Regions from separate parts of the Zeugodacus cucurbitae genome. Here region 1 is linked to region 2. A link is a contact called in public Hi-C data. All regions are on one chromosome and are shown on one strand. The core of a region is the stretch at or near the end of the contact, and the rest is flanking DNA. Distances in the headings are between cores, read along the strand shown. Region 1 holds the start of LOC128922007. Region 2 holds the start of LOC105215599.

The links. Hi-C and Micro-C count contacts between places; a contact is called where the count stands out from the background.
Region 1: a contact with region 2 is called in a Hi-C map of whole body, with 10 times the contacts expected there. The contact joins the promoter of LOC128922007 here to the promoter of LOC105215599 in region 2. A contact is called at or near these places in 2 of 2 Hi-C or Micro-C datasets (both in whole body).

Annotation. Positions count from the first base shown.
Region 1 is chr5:70,135,833-70,142,217 of idZeuCucr1.2, reverse strand. LOC128922007 reads left to right here and starts at 3,097. Exons shown (of 5, transcript XM_054231249.1): 1 at 3,097-3,918; 2 at 4,265-4,737; 3 at 4,739-5,011; 4 at 5,080-5,222; 5 at 5,314-5,595. The coding sequence starts at 3,528. The coding sequence ends at 5,368.
Region 2 is chr5:69,916,152-69,923,210 of idZeuCucr1.2, reverse strand. It overlaps LOC105215599, which reads left to right and starts at 1,407. Exons shown (of 5, transcript XM_054232263.1): 1 at 1,407-1,522; 2 at 2,724-2,785.

The DNA of each region.
Region 1 (6,385 bases), core at 1,848-4,347, 220 kb before region 2:
AATCGGATTTGTTTGATTTTAGTCAAATGCTACTCGTAGCAAGCGATATTGCTTATTACAACAACGTCACCACAAGGCAATATTGAAAGTGTCATTTCCACCAGATTACTTACGAACTATAACTTTTTATAGCTCTCCCCTTCTCCTATGCGAGCGCGATAAAGCGCCGCATTTGCTGTCATGGCTTCATTGAAAAAATCTAAAAAAATCCATAATATTTTTTAACTCTTTAACTCCCTCTAGTTGATTCTCTTTTCGCATATATTTACATACAGGGGAATTATTATTCCTGTTGGCATATGTGGGAGGCAATATAAGGAGGCAATGGGGAGCCTTTCAGTTTATCGTTTAGCTGGCTTCTATTATAGCTGCTGACGGTTGTTGCCCCGAAGCCACGCTTTTCACTTTAATTCAATTGTATAGAGAGTTTGCTCAATAGCTGGGGTTGACGTATTTACAAAGGAATGTCAGCAACCAATCTGTATCAAAATCTATCTTACTAATAGTGTAGTATGATGGTGTATATGAGTTTGATATCGTCCAAGAGTAGGAAATGCTCGGTCACACTTGAAATTAACTCTTCCTTACTTGTTTTCTTGTTATTTGCATTTATGCAAATTATTTGGGTGAGACGGTATATTGACAAATCTGAATAAAAAATCAGTTTCTACTCATATGGAATACTGGTCGCTCTGACTCACTCTGTAAGCATGTAATGATGTTACTTCAATTATTTGTAAATCAGTCGATTTAGTAATTGTGATTGAAATAATTATAACGTTGATATTTACAATCACCGCTTAACAAAGTTAAAGTGAGTGATACCAAGCGACTATCTCTTGAGCGACCGTTAGCCTTAAATTCTCAACATTATTTACAATACGTAGTGAAAGTCTAATAGTAGCACCATCGCAGTGTTTGAGAGACATATCGAGTGGAACATTTTACGAGCTTTCCGACAAAGAGCTTACTACACTGTATATAATGAATTTCAATCCATTAATGATCTTATGTATGGCCTGAGTGAAAACACTCTTAATTTGAGAGTTCTCAATTCCATATCAGATCATGAGAGCGAACGTAACTGCAGTCAAAATCTGTAGCCACTCAAACGGCGACACGTATTTTATATTGCCAATTTTATATTTTGATTTGAAGTGAAAGGCAGGTTTTGAAAACCCCAATGCCGGAAGGAGAAATGTGTGACTTATTTAATTCCTTTGTTAGGAATTTATATATGAATAAAGCGAAAGCTTCCGAAATCTACAACGAAACTTCCTTTTCTCCAGTCTTATGTAAACTAACGCCACTCACACATGAAGATGGAGGCCTCTAAATAAAGTGACCGGATTTTATTAAACCTGCCAGCAGCTAAACTAATTAAAATTTCAACACCAATTTCTGGCCACAGCTCGGCTCAGCAGCTTTCATAGTTTTAACAAACACGTTTCCTAGAGCTTAAAGCCCCAATGACGATGACAGCGACCATTGTTTAAGGAGTTCGTGTATGCGCGCTTTGCTGATGTATGAGTGTTAGCATAAGTGAAGATCTTTATTTCCTTTTGTGGCTGCAAAGTCCTGCCTTTATGCTCTATATATATTACAATGTTTGTTGAGTGCTGCTTCATTGTTCGACACTAACATTTTAAATTAAGTTGGGGTGCTCTCTGGAGTAGATTTTTAATTCATTCGTTTTTTTTTTTCAACTTTATTTCTCTGAGACTGAGTGGTGATAAAACCTCGCAATTCAACATATACGTACAACAACCATGCCTACTCATGTGTGTTACTTTACTTTCATTATAATTCTCCTGATGGCGCTAGTAAAGTTGCTAGTGTTCCTATGGGACCCACAGCCATTGCCTCGCCGGTGCTGGCGGAGGGCGCAGCGGCTCTTCGGTAAGTTTCATGTTGTCATGCTTTCGGTGCTGTGGGCGTACGCTTTGAATAACGGTATGTGCTTGCAGAAAATGAAAAAGAGTTGAAAATTAAAATTACTAGTTTGACATTCGTGTGGATTTTGTACTTCAATTTATAGACGGTAGAGTGGTTTTCAAAATGCATAAGGATACTTTTTGATCAAACAATATTGGTATATTCTCTGATTTTTATACTCAAAGTCAAATAATATTGTAAAAGTTTACTTTTGAGTAGTAACTCAGGAGTTATATTTTGCCCTAGCATGTAATTTATGTACTGTTTTCACTATTTAAAATTTAATGACATTCGTAAGCAAACTTATAAAAATGGTTTCCTTTGATGGAGAATTTGATAATATTTTTTTACAAAATATAATTTTTCGTACAAAAGTAAGGTCAGTCAAGTTGGTATGAAATTTCACCATTTTAGAAATTTTTATCTTCCAGTATTTTTGTCAGATAAGTGTCATTGAATTTGACCAAATAACAACTACAATTTAGTTTATTAGGTTCTTTGTCCCAGCTCCCTCTCGAAATATAGAAATATATAAATATATATCGAATTTATATATTATACTTTCCTTAAAATCTTGAAAATCTGCAATCACTCATCCTATACACTTATGTCCGCTGATTACATAACATTTACATTAATTCCCATAAATCACAAACAATTCTGAGTCACTCTTCGCTCATTGAATTAATACAAGCAGCTATGATAAAGAAGATTCTTGGGAATTCCACCGGTTAGTGGGAGGGAAATAGTAAAACATATACAAATACTTCTTTAGCACATAAATCCGAGTAAGTCGGGAGAAATTGCACTCACTCGTCAAACGTCTGAAATCATGTCGGTCGCGAGTTCACCTTGAACACGATCATACAAAGGGCTGGTCGTGACGTGCCTATTTTTAATATAAGTATGTCATATATATTAAGAGCATTCAAAATATTTGGAGGGACAGTATTGTTAAGCACCGCTTATACGCTTCTCAGTGAACATTGCGACGGAGTGACTACAACAAAAAACTCAATAAACGCTGCATGACTAATGATCGGCTTGTGAGCGAAGTGATCGGCGAATCATCGACGAGAGCGCTGTGAACTTAATTGCAAGCTGACAGAGAGTATAATCTGCTTGAGTATGATTCTGTATGTTTCACAAGATTTAGTTCTTAATAGAAAGCGAAGGCTGCAAGTAGTATTCGGTTGCATTTAAATTCATTATCAATTAACAAGTCCACAGAACCTGCATTCAAAGTTCAAAAAGTAAAAGTGAACCAAAATGTAGTGTTTACGCGGTATTTGTTTACTATTTCGGGAAGCAAATTAATGTATATTCTTCAATAAGAATTTCTTATCGCCTGATTTCGTATTTCTTGGTGAGGTGAAAACATGCAACTCTTCTAAAAGTAAAAGTCATCGCCTACAGAGAGTCGCCATCCAACGAAATCACTCAAGGAGAAGCTTATTACTCACAGCATTTAGTTTCGAAATACATTTATGAATAGAATTGAATTTACTGGCATTTTATCAACACAAGTTGAGTTGACAAGAGGTAGTCACCGCACTTAAGGTTTTATATCTAAACGTAAATCGACTATCCAAATGGCTTCTATATTGGACCTACCAGATGACTGCTTGACGATGATTTGCAAAAAGTTGGAACGCGATGTTCAACAATACTGCTGGAGCAACGTGTGCAAACGATTTCAGAACATCTATTTCGAGTATTTTCACAATTGGATGGAAGTAAATGACAATTTAGCGAAAAATTATGGTCATCTCATTGGGACCGGCGACTTTCCGCTGCGAACTATAAAGAAACTTAATTTGTCGAAGTCAAAATGTACAAAATACTTTCTGAATAAATTACGCGATTGCCATAAGGAGATTGAAGAGGCGAAACTCTTTTCCTTCACCGATGAGTATTTGGCCGAATTGTTGCCATTACCAAATCTGAAGAAACTGATCTGCATCGGCACTTATAATTTGAGAGGTAAGCTCGATTTGAAACTGACAGTTTAGGATTTGAAATCAGATATCGAAGTACTTAAAGGCTTCGGAGTGGATAGTTGCCTAGATAAAATTGGTATTACTCTGTGGGATTATCTAAGTAGGCTTCAACGGGTCGCATGTAACTTTATTTATTTCTTCTTGCTTCTTATTGCTCGTCCGTTCGTTGGAATGAAGTCATTCCATTAAAATTACAAATAGGTCTAATCTTAAGTTTTAGCTTACATTCCATTCAAGCTAAATTTTCCGTCTAACATCTAGACACTAAAAATGTTTAAGTAGGAGCCACTAAACGCTCGTTTAATCGGACAGTTATTGAAATTCTCTAGGTAGCAGCTTAATGGAACTCAACAGTCTCACGGAGCTGCACATAAACACTAATAAATTGTTTCAGCCGGAAAGCTTGCTGCAAATAACATATTACAATCCATTGAGGACGCTTGTAATGCCCAACGACCCACACATGTTTTCGAATAGATACGCCTTTGAAATGTTCGAAAACCTTAAAAACGTCGAACAGCTCGTGATAGAATTTAACCCTTGTAAATCGTGGCAACTGGTCGGCACTTTACCGAAATTGAAAAGGCTCGAGATTTGGGATTTCGTCAGTCATGAGTGTGAGACCTGTTTGGAGGACCACAATTTGTACGAGACATGCACAGGGCAACATGCCACTATCTTTTTTGATGAATTGCGTCGGAGGAATCAGTTGGAAGAATTGGTACTTTCTGACGGTTACGTGTCTGAGCAACATCTCTTGAAAATTTCGGAGCTGACAAACTTGAAGCGTTTAATATTTTTGTCGGGCTGCTTTAACGCCCTCTCTATCACTGGGTGTGTTTAAGGAATTGGTGAATTTGGAAGAGCTACACCTTGACGGCTGCAGACTAATAAATGCGGAGGCTTCACTAGAGCTAATAAGATGTTGTAAGAAGCTCAAAGTTCTGCTTCTTTGGTTTGTTGGTGGCGTAACTTCGTACTTTCTTACGGAGGCAAATGATATCTTAAGTCGCAGACAACCGGCACCACTTGAGCCTTTGACAATAGGATTTTCCCAGATTGTTGAATATTTGAAGGTGAGTTTTTTGCAGTTTTACGTTAGGAATAGGACTTATCGAATCATTTATTTTTTCGGCTAATCAAGTTTGAAAAGCCGCTTCCATTTCTACGATTTGTAAGACTAACGAGGAGGTTTGTTGGTGCAGAAGAAGACTACTTGAAAAGAGAGGAGGACTATGTGAGTCAAACGAATGCGCAGGGCGACTCGCTGAAAAGAAAATTTTCGATGTGAGTACTCAATAAATATATACACATACATATTTGTAATTTAAATTACTTCTCTCCTTTGAATTTTTTATTTGCTGAGATGCACATTTAGCCTGAACAGGCAGACTGTTCAACAGGAACTTCAAATTACGGCCAAAAGTGCTTAAACTGAGAACACGACAAGGAGCGGAGATGAATTTTAACGGTTTAAGTAACGGTACAAGTGTAATGAAAAAATTATAATATATGTGATAGGATTAAATTTTTCGAAATCAGTTATTTTGTTTTATTCATTAATATAGCTCACACGCACATTCTCCATTTTCAAAACGGAGACATTTATTGTTGTCAAATGTTGTATGCGCCTCCAACACCATCACCATCCATGCAAATTTGCCACCAACAACAAAACTGTATAAATAACAATGTGCAAGCGAACAAATCGCCATCAGCAACCATGCGTTGATCTGGGTTTATCGTTCGATGCGATAGAGGGGCGTTGTGCGCTCTTGTCTGAATTCAGTTGATCGTTCAGTAGACTAAATTCGACAGCTATGTGGAGTGCAAACAAATTTGGTTAGCAATTTCCTGTTTATTTTCGTAATCAAGCCTAGCTCGACAAATAGCGGAAGCTGTTTCCTTAATTGACATGCTGTGCGGTTTGTTGTTTTCCTTGTGGTGTACAGTGGTTCCGCCATGCCAAAAATCAAAAAATCCATCTTATGATTTTTTGTCAAAATGTATAAAGATGTCTTCTGAATTGTCCAATCTTCCTATTTGCAAACCGGGTTTTCCTAAAAATCTAACGGCACTTTTTAAAAATAGAGTTAAATGCAAATCCCTGTATTTTTTTAAAGCACATCAAACATTTTTTTTTAATTTCGCAGCAACAACGAACTTCAATTTGTTCTGGTAATTGATCACGGTAACGACTCAAGATTATTTTTTATGGATTTTGAAGTTAAAGGAATATATTTTAACTTGTGAAATTAATTAAGACTAACGTGATTTGTGTTTTTAGTGACTATTTAAACTATTATACCTTTTTGGTTGCGTCTACTAACTGTTTATATAAAGTTTTAATTGTGTTCCCCCGCGATCCACCTTTAATTATATTTTATATAGTGTTTATCAGAGTCTTAAGGTAATGAAAGTGTTAAGGTTAGGTGAGGAAAGTTGCGGAT
Region 2 (7,059 bases), core at 158-2,657:
ATTATTTCTAATTTACAAATTTCTTTGGGTTTTCTGTTGACTTAGGCAGCTAGAATGGAAGAATGGAAGAGAGTGTAGAATATAGGAAAATGTTGCTACCCTTAATTAATTAATAAAAAAAATATTCCGAAAAGATACTTTACATGAGGGTGGATTACATTAAGAAAACTGAACTAATCAAAACTGAACGTCAACTGAAGTTAACACAACTTGACTTAACAAAACGTATTGCAAACTTAACTTAGAACATATTCACTTAAACCAAACTTAACCAAACATAACTCAGCAGTCTGAGCTGTTTTTAATAAAAAATGTCTCGACACTTCAGACCATCATACAGACACGAAAATTTCCATTTAAAATTTAAGATTATATTTCAAGCAAAAATAATTCTAGCGGTAAATTTAATTTTCTCTTCACATATGACTCCACTCTTCCCAACCATCTGACAATAGTATGTTTTATGAAAAAGTCATCGCCATTTTTATTCCGTTTTTCATATTACTGTACTTTTTGGGCAGTTGGCTACCTTTCAAGGCACAAGAAATTGACATTTACCGCAGCAATATTTTAAAAAAAGGCGTTACAGATAGAGAGGAAACACATAGCATTTGTGTCGCAATGCTGTGTTCATAAATAAGATGTTTGGATACAAGCAATACTATTTGGTAGACTAAGAAGGAGCTGTGTCTTCACAATAATTTCACTGAATATTTAATAATATTTTAATAAGAAAATATTCATTGATATAACGTTATTATATCCTCCCTGACGGACAAATTACGCGAAGATGTGTTGCAAAATTATTCATAAAATATGGAAAAATTAACAGAAATTATTCTAAATTCTAAAAACATGCAAAAATATTTGAAAACGTTTACATTGTCTCCCATTAAATTAAAATGTTTGAAGAACTGTTAAAATTAAGAGAGCGAGGTTAATTACAACATCACTACTTTAACATTCTGTTGAAGTATCTGTACAGCTGATATAACTTGTTTATATGAGAGCGCCTTTGGCATTGAAAATCAGGCGGTTAGCATAAGTAACAGCCGTACTCAGAAAATGTGATTATTTGCCGCTCATTTGCGCTCCACAAATATATAAACATTTTCTGCTATCTCTACGGTGTTAAATACAGAACACTGTTAGTGCTACAGAATGATGTTATCATCAACTAGTCTGTTAATCTCAGTAATTTTCTAAACGTGTCTCCAATATTTAAAGTAATCGAGAGCGACATCTGGCAACACCGCAACTCTCAGAGCAACAGCGCAAACAGTGTGACGGGAGCACAAAATCGTTCAATTTGAAAGTGAGCGCCAGCCACTGGCTGTAGCAGAGTCAGTCGGTGTCTGTGGCAGCTCGCAGTTGTTAGCTTTGTGAAGTGGCATTTTTGGAGCGCTCGTCGCCGTGAAACGTAAGTGGCGCGGACAATCAAAGCGAACAACATTGCTAATATCAGTTTGTTGGGGGGCTTTCTGCTAAGCCAATTTGTGAAATCAGCGTCAGATACAAAGACGTAAGCGTTTTTATTTTTTCATAACGAAATTAGCATATAATATACAAAAAGTGTGTGTGGTCAGAGAGTGTAAAATTAGAATAATTTTGGGTGAAAAAAAAAATCTCAAAACTGTTTGAAAATTATTTACGAGGCAACGCTGCGAAAACACAATGAAAACCAAAAAATAATAAAACGTGCGAATATAATTCAAAGAGGTGGATATCAGTGTGAGCGCTCGTGTGCTAAGAAAAAAATCACAACTTACGAACTAAAAACAACAACACATACATATATGTATCTATATATTCAGTGAAATCAACATTTGAAACGGCGGCGATCGTATGAGCTTCATTGTTACCGTCGCAGCAGCTGAAGCGTTGATCCGCAACGTGAATAATTAAGATTTTTCGCGTTTATATTTACAGAAAGTTCGAAAACAATCATTTCGCTTGTGATTTGCTTTTGTTGTAGTTTTCTTTGATTTTTTTTTTTTTGGTTTAAGCGTCGCGTAATTGTTTCGTGTACTTAAACTTAAAAGTGCAAACTATTATTGTTATTTCTGCGTCACTTTTACTGCAGTTGTTTGTTGTTGGTTGTTATTACTGTTATTGCCACTCGCTCTCAAGCTCCGTAATACACCTTTATTGGTTTCAATTACGTAGCACTATCGCCGCCAATTGGCGTTAAGTGTGTGGCGTTCATTACGCGGAAGACGTTATTAAACGCAATTAGTCAAACGATCATACGTAAGCGGAGTACTAATTGCGGCCTTTAGTTGCAGTGGAAAATCGAAATAAATTAATTTTTAGTACTTTAAAAATATATGGCGACATAAAGAATGTTTAAAACGATTTCTTAGATTTTATATTATTTTTATACAATTATTTTCTTATATTTCTTTATGCAAAATTTTTCTACATAATTTCTTTTATTATCAAAGTAATTAAAAATAATAATATTTTTCTTTGTACAAAATTTTTTTATTACATTTAATTTTTTATATAATTTTCGTTTATTTTAAAATAATTATTCAGTATTATTTTTATAAAATTAAAAAAAAATTATTTTTTACCAGCTTCTCAGCTACTCAGTGACTCAGTGTAAAGCGCCGGGAATAACGTTTAGTTTGCATATTTTATTACTCAAGTTCATTTTCACGATCGCATTTAAGTGTTGAGCGTGTTAAATATAATAATTCTTAATTATTTTTTAACAATAGAAATCGCGATTTGTGTAAACTCTGCATCATAAGTCTACTAAGACTAGCTAAATACTTGAAAGGTGAGTACTTTTTCAATTATTTTTTAACTTACTAGTTTTATGAAAATAAAATAATCATGAATAATTGCGGCTTTTGAAGTTATATTTGTGAGCATGAATCAGTCGCCACAGTTTGTTGATAATTAGCGGTGTGAAAATGACTAATACTTGCCCACTCTATCTGCCAAAATAAAGTGTTTCCCTCTTGGAAACTGCAACGTAGAGTTGAATATATGAGAAAATGGTGTTGGAATTTTAAATATATATTAATTTATTTAAAAACGATTTACTGAGAAAAAGACAAAGCAATTAAATTGTTCTCTCCTTAGGCAGCTCTGAATGGCTAGTATGAATAAATCTATAGGTAATGATGGGGGCTTCTATAAAAATTATTTTAATTTATTTTAGAATTATTTATTCAGGAAAAATTTTCTAATAATTAGTTATCGTGAAGCAATTCTCATTTCAAAATGATTTTTATAAATATTCTGCTCAAATTTATTTAATTATACTCTTAGTGTAATACTAAACTAGCTAAGCTCCTTCAGTAAGAAGACCGCTTAGTAAATCAGTTTTTCCACATTCAATTATCAGATTCAATTGATGCGAGTATTTATAACTAAACATACTCACTAATTATTACATATTACACACACTTGCTTTACACACATTCACATTGACAAACGTCAAAATTGTGCGCGATTAAAAGCTCATTATTATTACGAAAACAAATGCAAAACAAAGTAATTATCGTTAGAACTGCGATTCACTTCAGCTACTTAAAATGTAATTGTGACTTGACTTGTTTGTTAATGCTTACATATTTATATATTCTGTATACATAGAATATATAAATTATAACTGAAATTATCGCAGTTGCCTTTTTGCTTGATTTCAGCTGTCAAAAATTAGTTAAACCTTCAACAAGACAGACAACAAGTTAAACAATTCAGCCATACTTTCAAACATTCATTCATATATGAGTTGTATTATAGAGATATTCGCTTTGTTTTTATGCTTTCGTAATGAGTTTAAACGGAAGTTTTTATTAAGAATTTGCAAGTGAGTGAATGCAACAGCTTATTAAACAAATCTAAATGCATTTCACTGGCAAGTTGCTTTGATTTAACGGATGTATAAATACCAGATCAAAGCGCTTGCAGTAACAAAGTAGAAATTCCATGTTAAAAATGAGAATTTTACGCTGGATAGTGCTTCCGAATGACATTTGTTATAAGAAGAAAGACAATTGGTTACATAATTATATTTAAAGTGACTGACAAGCTGATTATGATTTGAGTGACACCCATTATTCCAATGTTGATAATCACAGATAATAATAGAAAAGTAAATAGACCGGTGCATATCATATTGTACCTGTTTGAGCACAATTTTAAATAATAAGCACTTCAGGGCCTTTATATCAGCATTAAACGTTGTGACATTTAGATTTTATAGCAATTGGAAATTTTAAAAATTCCCGTTACTTTTTGAACACACCTCGTAGAATATGAATAATGTTGAGTTATAAAGAGGCAACGTTTTCATCTAGAAAAGAAAACGCGTGTAACTACTTCCTTCTATATAAATAATATGTATTAATATAAGTAAATATTCCATGGATCTCTGATTTACTTAAGTCAAATATATCTCGGTATAATTTCAAATACATTTTATTTCTCCGATAGTCTTCTTTATTTTAAATTCAAAAATGAGAGTGAAGAATTTCCCCTTCCGAAAAGTGTGCTTTGCATTAATATGCTATTGTCGCACACGTCTGAATTTATAAACGATGGCAACTTGTGTTTTCGTAGGACTAAAATACCGAATGCAACACAGCATGGCAACAACAACAACAACAACAAAGTGTGTATTACTTTGCGAATGCATGAATAAGACTAGAAAATGAGATAAACGAAACAAGAAAAAGAAGAACGGCAGCGAAAGGCAAACTGCCGCTGCAGTCAGCAGCAGAGTTATACAAGCAAGCACACATACATATATGTAAATGTATATCTGTGTGTGCAACCAAACTATGTAAAATGGAAGCAAAAATGGCATCATAAACAAAGCAGAATGTATTTCAGTTTGCGGTAAGTAATGCAAGTTAAGAAAAGCGCAACAAAAGCGCACGCTGGAGACGAGAGCGGCCAGTGAGTGCGAGGCAGCTTGCGGAAGTGACATAGAAAGACAATAAAAGGTTGAAGGACACATTGTGTCGGGCGCACACACGTGTGTGGCGAGTGCAAGGCAGCAAGGCTGCGGTTGACTTGCGCTGTATTACATTACAGTGAAGAGCAGAAGAGCACCAAACACACACACTCATGTATAGTTGATGTGTATGAATAAAGACCACTGCTTGTGTGTGTTATCTGTCGCTGCTTGTTGTGACCACAAGGACACAAATAATGGCTGAAGGATGTGTGGTCGCATGAGTTGTGAGCCGCAACGCTCTAAGGGAAGGGGGGTCAGCGAGCAGAATTTTCTAACGGCAGTTTGTGGCAAAATACCGTTGGTTGGAACTCGATCAAGTTTTTTTTTGTGCTAACCAAATCGCAATTGATGCATGCAGAAGGATGCTTGATAGTCTTTAGGCTTTTAATGTAAAAGAGCAGGAGTGTGCCACGCGCCACAAATGTTGGAAGAAAAGAAGTTAGACTAAAAATACAAAATAATTTCGCAAAGTTAACACCAAATGGGGCCATTATAACGCACATTGCTTGCATTTTGCCAACACGCTGTCATTTCTGGGCTTCACACATTTCTTTGCTTTGGAGGCCATAAAACTGAGAATATGCATAAAAAAGCCATGTTTTCGCAAAGCCATAAAAGACTCTTATCAACTTCAATATTTTCTAATGGCCGAACACGTGCCGCCCAGCGGGTCCTACAGCAGTGACAACAACAACAATGAAGTCCTTTGGCTACAGTCTACGCATAATGAACATGCAGAGAGACACAACTCGGATGCGCACGAATAATTGGCTGGCATTTGGCAAATAAATGCCTCAAATGTCCAGCTCAGCGGGTATATTCGTTGAATAAGTGTACAAAAAAAACACCAACATAAACAAAAAAACATAGAAAATATTTGCTTTCCTTTTGATAAACCTGAGCTATTGAAATCTGTTGTTGTTGTGGTTGCCAAATATTGCTTTTGTTAGTGTTTGTGCTGTGGCTTCGGCTGGCTGCGTACACACTGTGCCGCCGGCAGTAAATGTTGACTTTTCGAAATGGTTCGTAAATGCTGTTGCTCGCATTGTGATTCGATGAATGCGACGATGACTCTGCAACGTGCACTCGCACACATGCACTTGTTTGCCTATGAGTAAGCAAGCCATCCATAATCAGAGTCTGAAATATGCATCACTCATGTATGGATGTGTGTGTGTGTAGGCAACTATCTTTGCAGTTACTTTGCTGCACTTAGTCTGCGTAAAAGCGTCCGCATGCAGACAGCAGAAATAGAAAATGCCCAAAAATTGTTTAGAAATTACTCATTTGGAAAGATTTGCTAGCAATCAGAAGCCCTTCTGTATGCGTGTGTGTTTATGTTACCTTGTATTTGTATTGAAAATTCATATTTGCTTCAGTATGCAATTTCAGCTTTTAAATTAGGAGGAAGAAGAAATGCAAATTTTTAAATTTCCTATTAATGCATACATTTTGAATAAGTACATAAGTAAACGGCTTGAAATATTTCATTCCAATTTTACTCGGGTAGCAAATTAATCCGCTGAGTCTTTTAAAGAATAACAAAATTTTTGAGACTAAGGGCTGGGAAAATATATAACGGGTGTTTTCTGGATGTACGGTTTTCAATGATGCTACAATGGCAGATTCGTGGTTATAATATTAAATTATATACGATTTATTTCTACTTAATGATTCAACTTAGTTTTCCATTTGACTGCTTTATAATTAAGGACCGGTTCCAAAAAGTCGGCAAATATTTTTAAATCTATCTATCTACCATTCATTCCTTTGTATGCATCTTCATTAATATGTAGGATTATAGATTGATTTCGTGGAACCATTGTTATTGTTGGTTTTATATTATTTTCTACAGAAGAGTGGAATTTCTCTTAATTAATTCTAATTAGCAGCTTAATCGTATATACATATGTACACTTTATACTCCTATACATACAGGCGACACGTTGTAGTATTTCTAAAAAACATTATCTATATAGCGAATATTATTGGTATATTAAAATTTGCATATAGAAGAAAACAACAATAAATGCAAATACTTAATGAAAAGCAAAGTAGCACCATACATACATATATGTATA